Regions from separate parts of the Mus musculus genome. Here all the other regions are linked to region 1. A link is a contact called in public HiChIP or PLAC-seq, Micro-C and promoter capture Hi-C data. All regions are on one chromosome and are shown on one strand. Each heading gives the region's core, a stretch centred on a gene start, on an enhancer-like site or on the middle of the called end of the contact. The rest is flanking DNA. Distances are from core to core; before and after follow the strand shown.

What was found. Promoter capture Hi-C pulls out the DNA fragments that hold promoters and counts their contacts. Hi-C and Micro-C count contacts between places; a contact is called where the count stands out from the background. HiChIP or PLAC-seq counts read pairs in DNA pulled down with a chosen protein or histone mark.
Region 2: a Micro-C map of embryonic stem cells shows a contact between it and region 1, with 4 times the contacts expected there. The contact joins the enhancer-like site here to the promoter of Ube2n in region 1. A contact is called at or near these places in 5 of 39 promoter capture datasets (the 3T3-L1 cell line, embryonic stem cells, liver and 2 more), 1 of 484 Hi-C or Micro-C datasets (embryonic stem cells), 6 of 115 datasets of contacts at active chromatin or transcription factors (bone marrow-derived macrophages, effector CD8 T cells, embryonic stem cells and 1 more) and 2 of 9 other capture datasets (adipose tissue and liver).
Region 3: a promoter capture Hi-C map of liver shows a contact between it and region 1. The contact joins the enhancer-like site here to the promoter of Ube2n in region 1. A contact is called at or near these places in 3 of 39 promoter capture datasets (cranial neural crest, liver and neutrophils), 1 of 15 datasets of contacts at CTCF or cohesin (the NIH/3T3 cell line), 3 of 115 datasets of contacts at active chromatin or transcription factors (acute myeloid leukemia and embryonic stem cells) and 1 of 9 other capture datasets (liver).
Region 4: an H3K27ac HiChIP or PLAC-seq map of embryonic stem cells shows a contact between it and region 1, with 27 read pairs. The contact joins the enhancer-like site here to the promoter of Ube2n in region 1. A contact is called at or near these places in 1 of 39 promoter capture datasets (liver), 1 of 484 Hi-C or Micro-C datasets (embryonic stem cells), 2 of 115 datasets of contacts at active chromatin or transcription factors (both in embryonic stem cells) and 1 of 9 other capture datasets (liver).
Region 5: a contact with region 1 is called in an H3K4me3 HiChIP or PLAC-seq map of embryonic stem cells, with 12 read pairs. The contact joins the promoter of 4732465J04Rik here to the promoter of Ube2n in region 1. A contact is called at or near these places in 2 of 39 promoter capture datasets (both in liver), 1 of 15 datasets of contacts at CTCF or cohesin (the NIH/3T3 cell line), 5 of 115 datasets of contacts at active chromatin or transcription factors (acute myeloid leukemia, embryonic stem cells, hepatocytes and 1 more) and 1 of 9 other capture datasets (adipose tissue).

What each region holds. Positions count from the first base shown.
Region 1 is chr10:95,513,789-95,516,488 of GRCm38.p6, forward strand. It overlaps Ube2n (ubiquitin-conjugating enzyme E2N), which reads left to right and starts at 1,374. Exons shown (of 4, transcript NM_080560.3): 1 at 1,374-1,449. The coding sequence starts at 1,420. Gm46239 (a long non-coding RNA gene) reads right to left here and starts at 468. Exons shown (of 2, transcript XR_001779843.2): 1 at 412-468.
Region 2 is chr10:95,174,416-95,177,115 of GRCm38.p6, forward strand. Cradd (CASP2 and RIPK1 domain containing adaptor with death domain) reads right to left here. Exons shown (of 3, transcript NM_001330138.1): 3 at 324-1,563. The coding sequence ends at 1,262. Among named protein-coding and RNA genes, the nearest start is that of Gm29684, 30 kb to the left of the region's middle. Within about 2 kb of position 1,441, at least 26 of the 459 cell types and tissues checked have an H3K27ac peak or open chromatin away from gene starts, as enhancers often do. A contact at or near this core is called in embryonic stem cells, where this site is marked.
Region 3 is chr10:95,790,628-95,793,327 of GRCm38.p6, forward strand. The region is part of intron 4 of 4732465J04Rik (a long non-coding RNA gene); the gene reads left to right. Among named protein-coding and RNA genes, the nearest start is that of 4732465J04Rik, 19 kb to the left of the region's middle. Within about 2 kb of position 1,419, at least 6 of the 459 cell types and tissues checked have an H3K27ac peak or open chromatin away from gene starts, as enhancers often do.
Region 4 is chr10:95,217,563-95,220,262 of GRCm38.p6, forward strand. All of the region lies in intron 2 of Cradd (CASP2 and RIPK1 domain containing adaptor with death domain), which reads right to left. Among named protein-coding and RNA genes, the nearest start is that of Gm29684, 73 kb to the left of the region's middle. Within about 2 kb of position 1,304, at least 52 of the 459 cell types and tissues checked have an H3K27ac peak or open chromatin away from gene starts, as enhancers often do. A contact at or near this core is called in embryonic stem cells and liver, where this site is marked.
Region 5 is chr10:95,771,788-95,774,487 of GRCm38.p6, forward strand. 4732465J04Rik (a long non-coding RNA gene) reads left to right here and starts at 1,346. Exons shown (of 5, transcript XR_380952.1): 1 at 1,346-1,420; 2 at 1,936-1,978.

The DNA of each region.
Region 1 (2,700 bases), core at 124-2,623:
GAAAAGAAATGGAAACACCCAGCGATCCTTGTGAGACACCTCCACTTTTAGGGCCCTCATTCTATGAGTAATCCAACGCCTTTGGGGATTACAGGCTTTTCTATCCCCTTGAGAAGGCTAGGCTGACTTCAAATTGGCAATTCAGAAGACGAGGCCTAAATCCCTGTTTCTAAGAACTAGGCAAGTCCAGGCCTCAGAAGCTGCCCCACCACCTGGCCTGAAGCAAGGACAGTGGGTCAGCAGTAGTTTCCAGACTTCCTCAGCAACAGTTTTCAGCCACTCATGTCCCCACCACACCCCTAATGTGCTTTAAATCTGAACTGTGAGCTCACTTCCAGGTCTCCATCTTGGAATGAGAGACCCTAGCAAGCTGGACTTCTGCAGAATAAAGCCCTCTCTGCGTTTACATACCGTTTGGGTCTGGGGTATCATTCTTCAGCGAATCATGCATGGACCCTTACACTCTAATCAGATCCTTCTTCTAGTTAGCACGTAAATCTCGATTGCTAGGCTCAACCTTAAGTGGTGGCACAAGCCTAGCTCTACTCAGGGGGCAGAGGCAGGAGAATCACGAGTTCCAAGTCAGCTCGGTGCGTACAGAATAGAGAGCACCAGGCCAGACTTGGTTACATAGGGAGCCCTTTCTCAGGAAAACCAACAACCACAAAGATTAAATATCCTGCAGGATCCAGGCGTTTAGAGGCCGTGCCTTTTGCCTCCTCCCTTGTTCCGAACTCTCTTTTGGGGAGCGCCAGAGAGGCCCCCTTTTTTATGTGAAATTTAAACGTTTAGAAAAAATTTTTTTTGTCGCGGGTGTGTGTGTGGTCCTTGGCAAGCAGCGTTATTCCCAGTTAGAAGCTTTGGTATTGACTTCCGGCCTGTTCGCCACCGAGGAGGAGCGCGCGACCCGCCTGCCCTGTCCGCAGGGAACCGCTGCAGCGCCAGCCCGCCACGCGCACTGCGGACACGCTGAATGAACAAACGGAACGAATGAATGAATGGGCTGCGTCGGGGGCCGGGCCTTTGTTACGTCGCCCCCCGACGCAGGCGTGGTCGCACGTACAGCGCTCGCTCGTGGACGCCGGCCGCCCAGTGTTGCCGATTCTGCCACGGGCCAAGAAGCTCGGCGCCGCCTCGCGCCGCCTCCCCCCAAGTCCCTGCCCCGCCGCGGAGCGTCACTTCCGCCACCCCCGGCTGGGGTTGGGGCGGGGAGCGCGGGGGAGGGGGCCACCAGGTCGGAGGGAAGGCTGTCGGAAGCCCGCGTCCTAGCAGGGACTACATTTCCCGAGGGGCCTCGGCGGAGGTAGCGACAGGCGGGCGCGGCGACGTTCCCCGGAAGTGGAGCCCGGGACTTCCACTCGAGCGTGAGGAGAGCGGAGCCGGAGACAAGAGCAGAGGCCGAACTCGGGATCTGACAAGATGGCCGGGCTGCCCCGCAGGATCATCAAGGTAACCGCCCAGGCGGGCTTCGGGCCACTGGCTCTGCTCCGGCGCGCCGGGCCGCGCGGCCGTCCGCTTCCCTCCGCAGCCTCCGAGAGGCCTCTCTAAGGCATCGCGGAGAAGGGTCCGGCCTCGGCGGCGAGGAAGTCGGGCGCTGAGGAGGGGGCGCCGGGGAGACTTCCGGCCGCCTCTGAACGCCGGACAAGCGGGACGCCCGGGCGGTGCGGCCGCGGCCGGGGAGGCCCTGGCGGCTGCCCGGGAGAGGGCGGGGCTGCGGGCTTCGGGCTCTGGCGCGGGACCGGTGCGGGCCTCGGCGGCTTCTGTTCCTCCGCGGGGCGGGAATCGCGGCGTGGCCTGGACTCTGGGCGCGGGTGGTGGCCCGTGGCCGGCCGCTCTGCCCCGGAGCTCCCTTCTCTTCCTCCGCAGGGGCTCGGGGCTGCGGCAGTCCCGGGTGCGGAATGAATGGACCGACCCCGAGAGCCGGGCGGGGCCGCGGGCCGGGAGAGGCCGCTCCGGGAGGGCCACGGGGTTCTGCCGGCGACAGCACAGGTTGGTCCTGGCTGCCCCGCACCTCCTAGCGACGTCCGGGGCTGGCCGCCCGGTTGCCCTGGCTTCCGCGTTCGCTTCCCGGTGTTTCTGCTGGGTAGCGCTGTGATTGTACTTCGGCTGGCTAACTCTTTGGAGACTGTTCTCTTCTCCGAGGCAAGGGCCTCAAGGGCCTCGGTTATGGGGATGATCTGTGAAACAGTTTGCCTCTCAGCTTTTGTGCGCCTTATTTGAGCGGCCCTGGGGCTCTTTAGGGATACTGAATTTTGATAAATACATAAGGAACCACGGGGGTATAAACCTCGTATCTTGATTTCCTAAAATCTTTACATAACACCATTAAGTCTTCATAGTGTTATAACCCAAGAAAACTAAATTTTTAACATTTTTTGGCATCTGTTTTTTTTTTTAATGTAGGAAATTGGTTAAAAAAATCTTGCACTGCCCAGTTTGCCAGCTAAGTGCTCAAATTGAAGCTTCACTTTGCTTGCTGTAATCCACTGAACATATATTTATAGCATTGTTCCACTCTTCCAAAGTTTTAGGGGAGATTTGTACAAAGTAAGTGGAGGGCCTCTTTGAAGGGTGTGAGACACTGTAGTTCTTCAGGCAGTCACAAATGTCTGTGAGGCTGGGGTGTCATTGACAGAAAGGTGCTTGAATTAGAAAAACAAGCCCTTTCATAGGATAAAAACTCTTACAAAGGAAGAATAC
Region 2 (2,700 bases), core at 191-2,690, 340 kb before region 1:
GACTTAGAAGCTGAGTGCCTTCAATCTCTTTAAAGGTGCTGCCAAAACGATAGCTCTTGCAAGTGTGCTCTAAGAGCAAAGGATGTTGTAAAGGCCTTTGGCATTGGAACAAGTGCTATGTGTTAAGGCAAGGAAGCCAAGTGTTAAAGAGCCTTACAGGGCAATCCTGCTCCAGCTGCAGAAGGGATGTGCGGGCGGGCTTAACTAAGAAACTGACGGCAGAGCAGAGCAAAGCTGACTGACTGCGGGGAGTACAAGGAGACTCTTGCTTCTCCTCATCTTATCTATTGTTAGGTTTTTGAAAGGACACAATGGACACGCACTTTATTTGCACTGAGAGAATTTAATAGAAGTTACACATTTTAAAATGTTGAAAGAAGCAGTCATGTACAGGTGATCCTCCTGCTTCAGTCTCTTAGATGGGATGACAAACACGTACACCTGTCTGGCTAACACTATGTGCAGTTAATGAAAGGCTGGACAACCCATGACGCCCCTCGGGAACTCACCGCCTTCAGCCATTCAGGCCTCAAGAGAAACACTGAGCCCTCTTGTCTCTGATCCAATGCCTTTAACAAATGGACAGAGACTCCTCATACAATTTGTTAAGATGAAGGTCTTCCGTTCTCTCCCTGGCCTCTGCAGGGAGCTTCGGTGTCTCATGCTTAATCTATACATCCTGCCTGAGTTATTTATCTCCGTCGTCACATGACTGCTATCAATCTTGCTCCACTCCCATATTTTTACACCCTCCGTCTATGCAACAGAAGAGTGGTGTGTGTGTGTGTATGTGTGTGTGTGTGTGTGTGTGTGTGTGTGATATAATACTCTCTCATTGAAAGAGGCACATTCTATATCACAATTTGCTTTTTTATTATCATCACCATTATGAAGAGCTAAATGCACAATCCAGTCTCCAGGCAACACAAGTGTAGCTGCCTTGTATGCAGGACACCTGCATTCGATGCTGTAGCATGATTTTTTGGGGGGTTGGGTAGGGTGGGTGTTGTGTTTTTTCTGGCCTCCTGTTAAAGGCCAGCCACAAAGTTCCAAACCATAGTTACAACAGCGCAGTCTTCAAGCAATTAAAGCCAATCGATGGTTGAGTGAGTGGTGGACGATCTCTTTCCGTAAACAGATCACTGAAAAGCCCAGAACAAAGCCACCTGCTGAGAAAAGTCCGGTTCAGCCAGTGTGACTTGGGAACCCACGCCCCACCACCCCCACAGCAAGTGGGGGGGGGGCGCGGGGGGGGGTCAGGTCACTCCAGCATGTGCTGGAGCAGGGAGGGATCAGCCTCCACTGCCTGGAGGCCCTTGTGTAAGCTTAGGAAGGTGGCCTGCTTCCCAAAACGCTGGCGCCAGCGGACAAAGGCCTCCACCACCTGCGAATGCACGTTGTGGGGATGGTTGGCCTTGCAGCGGTAGATGTCGGTCTGGGACAGTCCCAGAGACAGGACCACGGGCTCCCACTCCGGGCCTAGCCTCTGAGCCAGCTGGTTAATCTGCTGGTCTGATGGCGAGCTGCTGAGGATGTGTGAGGGGATTCCGGCCATCCAGTCACCTGAGGAGGAAAAGAACAGGAAATTGAATAAAGCAAGCACCTCATATAGGGAAGACTTGAGAATGGGGCGGGGCAGATAGGCGACTATTTCCGGTCTTTTTGTACTGCTCAGTTTCGTGGGCTGAACCGTGCGTGCCGCTGAAACCGCCCCCCCCTTCAGTTTTTTTTTTTTAATTAAATGTTTTCTTCATTTACATTTCAAATGCTATCCCCTTTCCTAGTTTCCTCTCCGAAAATCCCCTATCCCCTACTCCCTACCCCTGCTCCCCAACCCACCCACTCCTGCTTCCTGGCCCTGGCATTCCTCTATACTGGGGCATAGAATCTTCACAAGACCAAGGGCCTCTCCTCCCTTTGATGACCAACTAGGCCATCCGCTTAGCATCTCTTAAAAGTGTTCACTGCAGAAGATCTAAGAAGAAAAATCCATGGATAGTTGCTTAATTCTGCCTCCTTGTGTATATAGACAGACAAACATGTATCATGCTCACGGACACACTATTTTGTCACAAGGTTTTTTTTGTTTTTGTTTTTTAAACTCCTGTCTCTTTTTGTCAGAAATCTTATCAAGAGCTCTGGCTGAAAACCACTCCCCTCAATACCAGCCTGGGGGCCAGCAGTGTGCTGCTCCAAGCTGTGAGTGCTGCTCCCCTTGAAGGGTCGTGGGGAGGGGCTCGAGGCCAAACTGACAGCTTCTCTCTCCTGGCAGCCTCAATATAAAACATCGCCCAGAATAGAAGGTACAGAAGCAGGAAGCCAGAGCATCCCCTCTCCCTGAGGAAAAAAACAAGCCATAGAGGCAAGATGTGATGGGAGAAGAGACTAGAAGCCATTCGAGCTGTCTCACCATCCCAGCCAAGCCTACAGCGTAGGAGTAGGTGCTGGGGAGAGCTTGACCTTACACTTGCTAAACAGGATTCTGAAGAGTGCCAGTGTGTGTGTGGCTGTAACTGTGCCACTGTACAGACACTGACATTCTACGGGGGGCGGGGAGGGGGACCTCTAACTGGATGTGAGCCATGGAGCGAAGAAGCTAAAGCTAGCTCCTGAAAAGAGAATGCTGGGTAAAGAGGGTGGTCCAGCCCCTCCTAAGGGAACCGCATATGCAAAGGTGGAGGAACTGGAGTGTGCCAGAGA
Region 3 (2,700 bases), core at 169-2,668, 280 kb after region 1:
TGGAGTGTAGCTGTGAAGACGTTATCCTCAGATCAACCACCAGTGTTGTTCTGGTTTCCTTTGCTCTGCTATCTTCTCAGCACCATGCACCATGAGGGGAGTCCCAAGTCTTCCCAGTGTTTGGCTTTCTCACTTTGAGTGGGGCATCGTACCCCGCTCAGGAAAACCTCTCCTTTGTGTCATTGCCCACAGCACGGTGGGGATGGGGGTGGGTGTGAAGCTCAGCGTCTCTTCTGTGACTGTGTCACCCACTGATCCCGCTCTCCCACTGTAGAAAGAGGTGTTTGCATTTTCACCCAGCAGAAGCTTCGCTGTCTGTCAGCTCTCGGTGACCTCATTAGCTCCCAAATTATATTTGGCTCGCTGGAAAGATGAACACACTGTACCTTCTCTGTGGGACTCATTATTTCCATTCTGGAGACTGTCATTTAGGAAATTTTGACTGTCTTTCATCCCGTATTTACACTAAGCAAAGCTGAGAATATTGTAATTGTCTGCGATGTTTTGGAAACGCTTGTCACAAACCGAAGCCAAATGCTGATTAATGTTAAATGTTATTAAGGAACTCAGCTTTTGGCTCGTTAACTGGACTCAAATGGCATTACCCATCAGCTTCAAGTTCTGATAATTGCTCAGCCCAGACTGGTGCTAATTTAGTAATAATGGTGCTAACAGATTTTGATGTTTCCCTTTTCGTGAATATTAGCTTGTATAAAGGCCAATGTGAAAGCCTTAAGTTAGGAGACCCAAGCCCCACATTTGCTATAATGAAACCGTGGGCAAATCTGTTACTTTCTCACGTCTCCGTTTCCATATCTGTAAAGTAAGAGGTTTAGGCTGCAAGCTCTTCAGTATCCTTCCGCACTGGGAATTCATGCCGTCGACATTATACAACTTGGTTTTGAACGACGTGTAAAGCAGAGACCCATTTAGGGCCATCCTAATTATAATGTGGATATGAAAGGGGGCTGGGCAAGGTTGCCAGGGTATCCCCCTCCTTTTCTGCATTTCCCTTCTATATTCATAGAGAAAGACATGTTCTCTGTTGCCTTGCAGGATAAGCCCGTAATCAAATGCTCCATACCATCTGTTTGAGAGTTTTTTGGTAAGTCATTCTTAAGTAGCTATAATCACTGTGGAATCCCAAACCATTTCCTGTTATCCTGTCTGATTTTTGAAGCAGACAGGAGATTGTCTAGCTGTGCAAACCCTGCACAAAGCAGTAATAATGGAAGGAAGAGAGGTTTGTTTTTGAGACTGCTCATTGAATCTGCTTAGCTTTTTCCTCCTTGTTTTCTTCCCGGTTTGTTAAAGGTTGAGTCTCTGCCTCCCTTTGCCGTTTCTGCCCACTCTCTTCCTGTCCTGTTCCTTAGCAAAGTTGAGGATTTCAACATACATGTTGATCATTTTTAACCTTGGCTTTGGAAGAGGGCAGCTTCAGGGGTGTTCATGATTGGTTCATGGTTACATTGATGGCTCATGCTAGAGCATGCTCGATTAAGACTGGTCATATCAAATCAGTTTGGTGAGTCCTCAGAAGATTGGACATAGTACCACCTGAGAACCCAGCTATACCTCTACTGGGCATATACCCAAAAGATGCTCCAACATATAACAAGGACACATGCTCCACTATGTTCATAGCAGCCTTATTTATAATAGCCAGGAGCTAGAAAAAACCCAGATGTCCCTCAACAGAGGAATGGATACAGAAAATGTGGTACATTTACACAATGGAGTACTACTCAGCTATTAAAAACAATGAATTCATGAAATTCTTCAGCAAATGAATGGAACTAGAAAATATCATCCTAAGTGAGTGTACTGGCTAGTTTTGTGTCAACTTGACACAGCTGGAGTTACCACAGAGAAAGGAGCTTCAGTTGAGGAAATGCCTCCATGAGATCCAACTGTAAGGCATTTTCTCAATTAGTGATCAAGGGGGAAAGGCCCCTTGTGGGTGGGACCATCTCTGGCCTGGTAGTCTTGGGTTCTATAAGAAAGCAAGATGAGCAAGCCAGGTGAGGCAAGCCAGTAAGGAACATCCCTCCATGGCCTCTGCATCAGCTCCTGCTTCCTGACCTGCTTGAGTTCCAGTCCTGACTTCCTTTGGTGATGAACAGCAGTATGGAAGTGTAAGCCGAATAAACCCTTTCCTCCCCAACTGCTTCTTGGTCACGATGTTTGTGCAGGAATAGAAACCCTGACTAAGACAGTGAGGTAACCCAATCACAAAAGAACACACATGGTATGCACTCACTTATAAGTGGATATTAACCCAAAAGCTTGGAATACCCAAGATACAATTCACAGACCACATGAAGCTCAAGAAGAAGGAAGACCAAAGTGTGGATGCTTTGGTCTTTCTTAGAAGGGGGAACAAAATAATCATGGGAGAAAATACTGAGACAAAATGTGGAGCAGATACCCAGAGACTGCTCCACCTGGGGATCCATCCCATATACAGTCACCAAACCCAGACACTATTGTGGATGCCAGGAAGTGCTTGCTGACAGGGGCCTGTTTTAGCTGTCTCCTGAGCGGCTTTGCCAGAGCCTGACAAATACAGAGGTGGATGCTCACAGCCATCCATTGGACTGAGCATGGGGTCCCCAGTGGAGGAGTTAAAGGACTGGAGGAGGTGAAGGGGTTTGCAGCCCCATAGGAAGAACAACAATACCAACCAACCAGGTCCCCAAG
Region 4 (2,700 bases), core at 54-2,553, 300 kb before region 1:
CAGGATATCATTCTTATCATAAGAAATTCACTTCTAGCCAAAATTTGGAACCTAAGAGCCAATATGGTCAGGGTAAAGTTAAAGATAGTGACTAAGCCTGACAAACCACATTGCTTTTTCAAACTTCAAGTACTTTGATTTTTTTCTGGCACAAGTATCTCTTGACTAAAAGACAGTTGGTGAACTAAACCACAGATTTCATTTTTCTGAATAACTAGAAAAAGAATGGGTGAAGCCCTCACTATTTCCAAAGAAGCAGAGACTCGAAGTCAGGATATGGTAGCATGAAATTCCAGATGAGCCAAAGTGAACCCCCACACAGTATTTAGGCCACGCCTGGCGGAGCTGTACTTCGAGCTGACCTCTTTGCTTCTGGGAGATGAGGAGGAGACAGGAGTGCCATTGGTTCCTGGGAGGGATCCTGCGCACTGTCTAACCAGAGGAGCTCTACAGGAGCCGCAGTCGTAAAGTGTTCCTCAAATGGGCTACAACTCTGTGGCCTTGGGTCAGCTTCCACAACATCCTTCGCTCGGGCAGCATCCATCTCCAGCTGCTTATGACTCTTCAAAGAAAACTCCAGTAGAGGGCAGAGCCACAGAGCGGTGGGGGAGACAGGAAGCGGCGCAGGCTCAGGCTCAGGGTGTTCCTTCCAAACAGTTCCGACTACTTTTATTTACTGTAAGATCTCTACTTAGAAAGCCCCACACGGGATTTGTGAAAGAGATAACAATAACAACAACAACGACGACGACAACGACAATATAATAACTTGGACTATCTTGGCTTTGTCTTTCTACAGTATTATTTTCTATAAACATCTCTCCTACAAAATTCCTTCCTGTCTAGAATGCTGAAGATACAGAGTTTTAGCCAAGTTCACCGAGGCATCTGACATAATGTGGGCAATCCAATGCTGTTTTCCAGCTGGGAGCTAGCAAGGACACGAGGTAATCCACGGAGCTCCTCTGACCAGCTCAGGCTGGCCTCTCAGTCTCCCTCCTCCCTCCCACCGACCTCCATCCTTATCCCTAGGAACTGGTGGTATACTTTAAAGTTTAAAACCTTTTTTTTTTAAAGTAAAATGTGTACTTGATATTTTAATTTTGGCTGTGTGCCTTAGTCATTTTCTATAATTTCCCAAGCCAATCAGTTCTTTCTGTCTCAAATTACCAACAAGTAACCGGCCTCACCCATTTTCCAATTCTTTCTGACTAGCGTAGGGCCTGCTGTATCGAGGCTGCGCACACTCAGTGAGTCTGGGGAAAGCAGTGCTGGCCTTGGCCTGAGCAGGCACCTCGCACTTTCTAGCTGACTCTAGTGACAAGCCAGCGACTCTGAAAACAAATGACCACGCCAGGCATTGCTCAGCTTCGGCTTGGAGGGAACACGCAGCTTCCTGGAAAAGTACTGAGGCACTTCTGGGAAGAAAGGACACTCTCTGTTGACACAGGGATTGGACAACAGGGGCTGGGTAGAAAAATAAAAAGGAATGGCCACCGTGGTCTCTGACATACAAGGAAGCCACAGAAGGAAGGAGTGGAGAGCCGTGGCCTCCGCTGTGAAGGGAGGCTGCAGGAAAGCGAGTCTTCAGTCTCATGGGGTCAATGACAAGGCCCAGTTCCCATGGTTCTCAGTGTCCTCACATGTCCTGCCTCCTCTGACTCCACACACGATGCTGAGAGTAAAACAATGTCCTTATTTTCTCAGGTTGCCGTCAGTGTGACGAGACACAGTGAGGAGGAAAGGCCCGTTTCACCTTTCGGTTCTCAGGATACTTTCATCACTGAGGGAAGCCAGGGCAGGGACTCTAGGTAGGAACCTAGAGGCAGGAACTGAAGCAGAGGTCAGAAAGGAATCCGGCTTACTGGCTTGCCCAGGACCACCTGCCCAGGGGTGTCACCACCCATAGTCACCTGGGCCCTCCCACATCAACCATTAATCAAGAAAATGACCCACGGACTTTCCCACAGGTTAATCTGATAGAGGCATTTTCTCTTTCTTTCTTTCTTTCTTTCTTTCTTTCTTTCTTCTTCTTCTTTTTTTTTTTTTTTTTTTTTTGGGTTTCTCGAGACAGGGTTTCTCGAGACAGGGTTTCTCTGTATAGCCCTGGCTGTCCTGGAACTCACTTTGTAGACCAGGCTGGCCTTAAACTCAGAAATCCTCCTGCCTTTGCCTCCCGAGTGCTGGGATTAAAGGTGTGCGCCACCATGCGCGGCTGGAGGCATTTTCTTAATCTGGGTTTCCCTTCCCAGATAACTCTGGCTTGCAATGAGTGACCAATATAAATCAAAACAAAACAACAACAACAACAACAAGTCCACCGTGGACGGTGAGAACTCTGGTTTCAGACAAGTCATGTGACTGCAGTGAGCAACTTGAGCCCAGAAAGCCTTATCTCTTTGAGATCTAGCCCGCCAGTCAAGGAACCAATAAGCTGAGGAAAATAGAGATCACATAGTGGGCCATTTATAGCTAGGGGCGACTCACATTCAGGACCTGCTGGAGTGGACACAGTTTTTATTTTCAATTTGATGTTAAAGAAAATGAAAATCAGATAACAGAGTCATCTTAGTTACTTGCAGGACTAGCAGAGCACATCCCACTTATACTTGTGAGATGTAGCCTCATTACTCCTAACAACGCTAAGCTTAACAAATACACATTTTAAAACTCCTTCTCATGGAGAAAGCACCCAGAATA
Region 5 (2,700 bases), core at 96-2,595, 260 kb after region 1:
GACCAGAACATGGTCACCTGACTTTGCCCCAACATCCTTGGTCAACTTCCCACTCTACGGATGAGGAAACAGCAGCTTGGCTAAGGAGCCATCTGTTTTTGAATAGAGACTCCAGTGAGAATCTGGCCGCAAAGTAGAAAAGCATAGACTTTTAGTGTAAAACCAAAGTCCGTACTTATAGAGTGCTTACTATGCACCTCAATCTTATGGAGATCTCTCACATATTAATGCATATTAATCCCTAAAACACCCTTTTAGATACAATTAGACATTTCCATTGTCTTTCTTTTCATGAGAGACAAATGAAGGAATGAAGACGGTTATCGTTTGTATATGCTTAGCCCAGGGAGTGGCGCGATTAGAAGGTGTGGCCCTGTTGGAGTGTGCATGGCCTTGTTGGAGTAAGTGTGTCACTGCAGGTATGGGTTTTAAGACCCTCATCCTAGCTTCCTGGAAGCCAGTCTTCTGCTAGCAGCTTTCAGATGAAAATGTAGAACTCTCAGCTCTGCCTGTACCATACCTGCCTAGACGCTGCCTTGCTCCCACCTGGATGATAATGGACTGAACCTCTGAACCTGTAAGGCAGCCCCAATTAAATATTGTCCTTTATAAGACTTGCTTTGGTCATGGTGTCTGTTCACAGCAGTAAAACCCTAACTAAGACAAAGATCAAGTGCTTTTTAACATTTAGTCTAATATGCTGAGACTCGAACCTACCTCGTCAATCCAGCTCTAGAGTGTGTTCTCTCACCCACTATACACTCAGGTCACCAATACGTGAGGATGTGATGGAGGTATCTTGATCTCTGCTGGGAATGGAACTATTCTGCTCATTGTGGGGCCTCCTCTCCATTTCCCACCTCCAACTGGCCAGTGAGTCCTGGTCCATTCTGTAGGAGACATAATTTCTTCTGGCCATCCACTTTTTCTTCTTCAGCAAGCTTCCACTCCATAGTTCAGGCTGTCCTAGAATTCACGATTCTCCTGCCTCAAATCCTCTAAGTGCTAGGATTGCAGAAACCCCCAGGAACAATGTACAGTTGCCATTGTTTCCTAGGAATAATCCATTCATATGTAATGATGAAAACAAAGACTCCTATCTCCAAGGCTGAGATGGACAGAACCACAGTTGGTGACTAGTAGTGTGAGTCACATAGTGTGAGCCACGTGGATTCATGGCAAACCTGACAGACATGGGTAGAGGCCCAGGGCACTACAGGGGGTCACCCGGTGCCAAGGAAGTCCTGCCTGCTCACTGCCTGGTGTTTGGCACAACACCTGGTGCCGAGCAGGTGTTCAGAGCAAGAACGATTGGAAGCTCGGATGGAAACAGCTAGGTCTCGACATGGGCAGCGGTGTGGTGATTGGAGGTGAGAGGGCAGCAGACCCAAATTTGACCTACTTTACTATCCTGCTCCAGGTAAGCTAGGAGAAAAGCTGAGTGCCAGATTTCCAGTCCACAGGGAAGAGCACAATGCCCAGACCATGCAACAGTGTGCTGTCATAGCTAAGGTTCCTAGCTTAGAGGGAATCCTTTCACCTTTGTCTTCCATCGCAGCAGGCTTATGGATTCTGCCTCCTTAAATAAAGGGACCTTGGTCTCCATCCACGTAGGGTGTTTGGTGGGGTGGGGTGGGGAGGGGGAGGCCATCTGGGTCCTGTCACTAGCCTCCTCTGTATTGGTGCTCAACGAGGATCAGGCTATGGGTGCTCTCCTTTATCTCCCCAGCAGGTGCTGACAGCTGAGCCATTCCACACACCTTTGGGGCAAAGAACCGCTGGAAGCCCGGGCCAAGTTCAAAGACCGAACATTCTTTCCAAGGCGACCAGAAGCACCCTGGAGGGCTGGCTCCTAGTTACATAAGCCACAGGTTAGCAGGTCCCCCACTGATGTACTCCGCCTGAGCCTCTCTGACTTACGCAACTATTACGCAGACGCACTTGTCCAGTGTGGCAACAGCCGCTACGTTGCTATCAAGTATGTGGTGTATCCGCCCATACTCACTTAGACAACGCTAAAGCTCTTCACCACCAGGTGGTTAAGGCAGTCTGATCGGGCTGGCAGGAGGGAAAGGCATGACTTACTGTAGCTCTTGGCCCAGGCCACCGAACACTCAGTACCTTGTACCCCGTTAGCCTTGGGCAGTAAACCCTCTGATAAAATGTTCTCTTTTGGTGTTTGTTTTTCCTGGCAGTCTCATTTTGGGATATAAATGGTTCATTATTTCCACCCCATAGATCCATTCTTGCTTTCTGAAGAAAAAAAAAAAGGAAAGATTGGTTAAAAAAAAAAAAAAATCATCACTGGGGTGACCCCTCCTCTTCTCAAATGTTCTGACCTTGAATGAGGCCAAGTTTCCACACTGCTCTGGGCCATCTACAGCCGAGCCAATGTGGGAGAGGTTGACTTAGGGAAGGCAGCCGTGAACAGGGGATATAAATATATTACACTAAAACACTTGGTGCCATTAAATGCCAGGAAGTGGCATAGACCTTCTCCCCCTCCCCCCCCCCCCACCAGCCCCTGCAACCTTTTCAGAGGATACTTGGTGAGCATCAGCAGTTAGGAAGTTGGAACAGGGTCCCTCCCCAGCTAGGTCATTTTCCCTGCAGGGCATCTTGGAGGCAAATTTTATTAAGGATCAAGTAACTGGCCCAAAGCAGTATAAATAGCGAGAGAGCATATGACAAGCCCGGCAA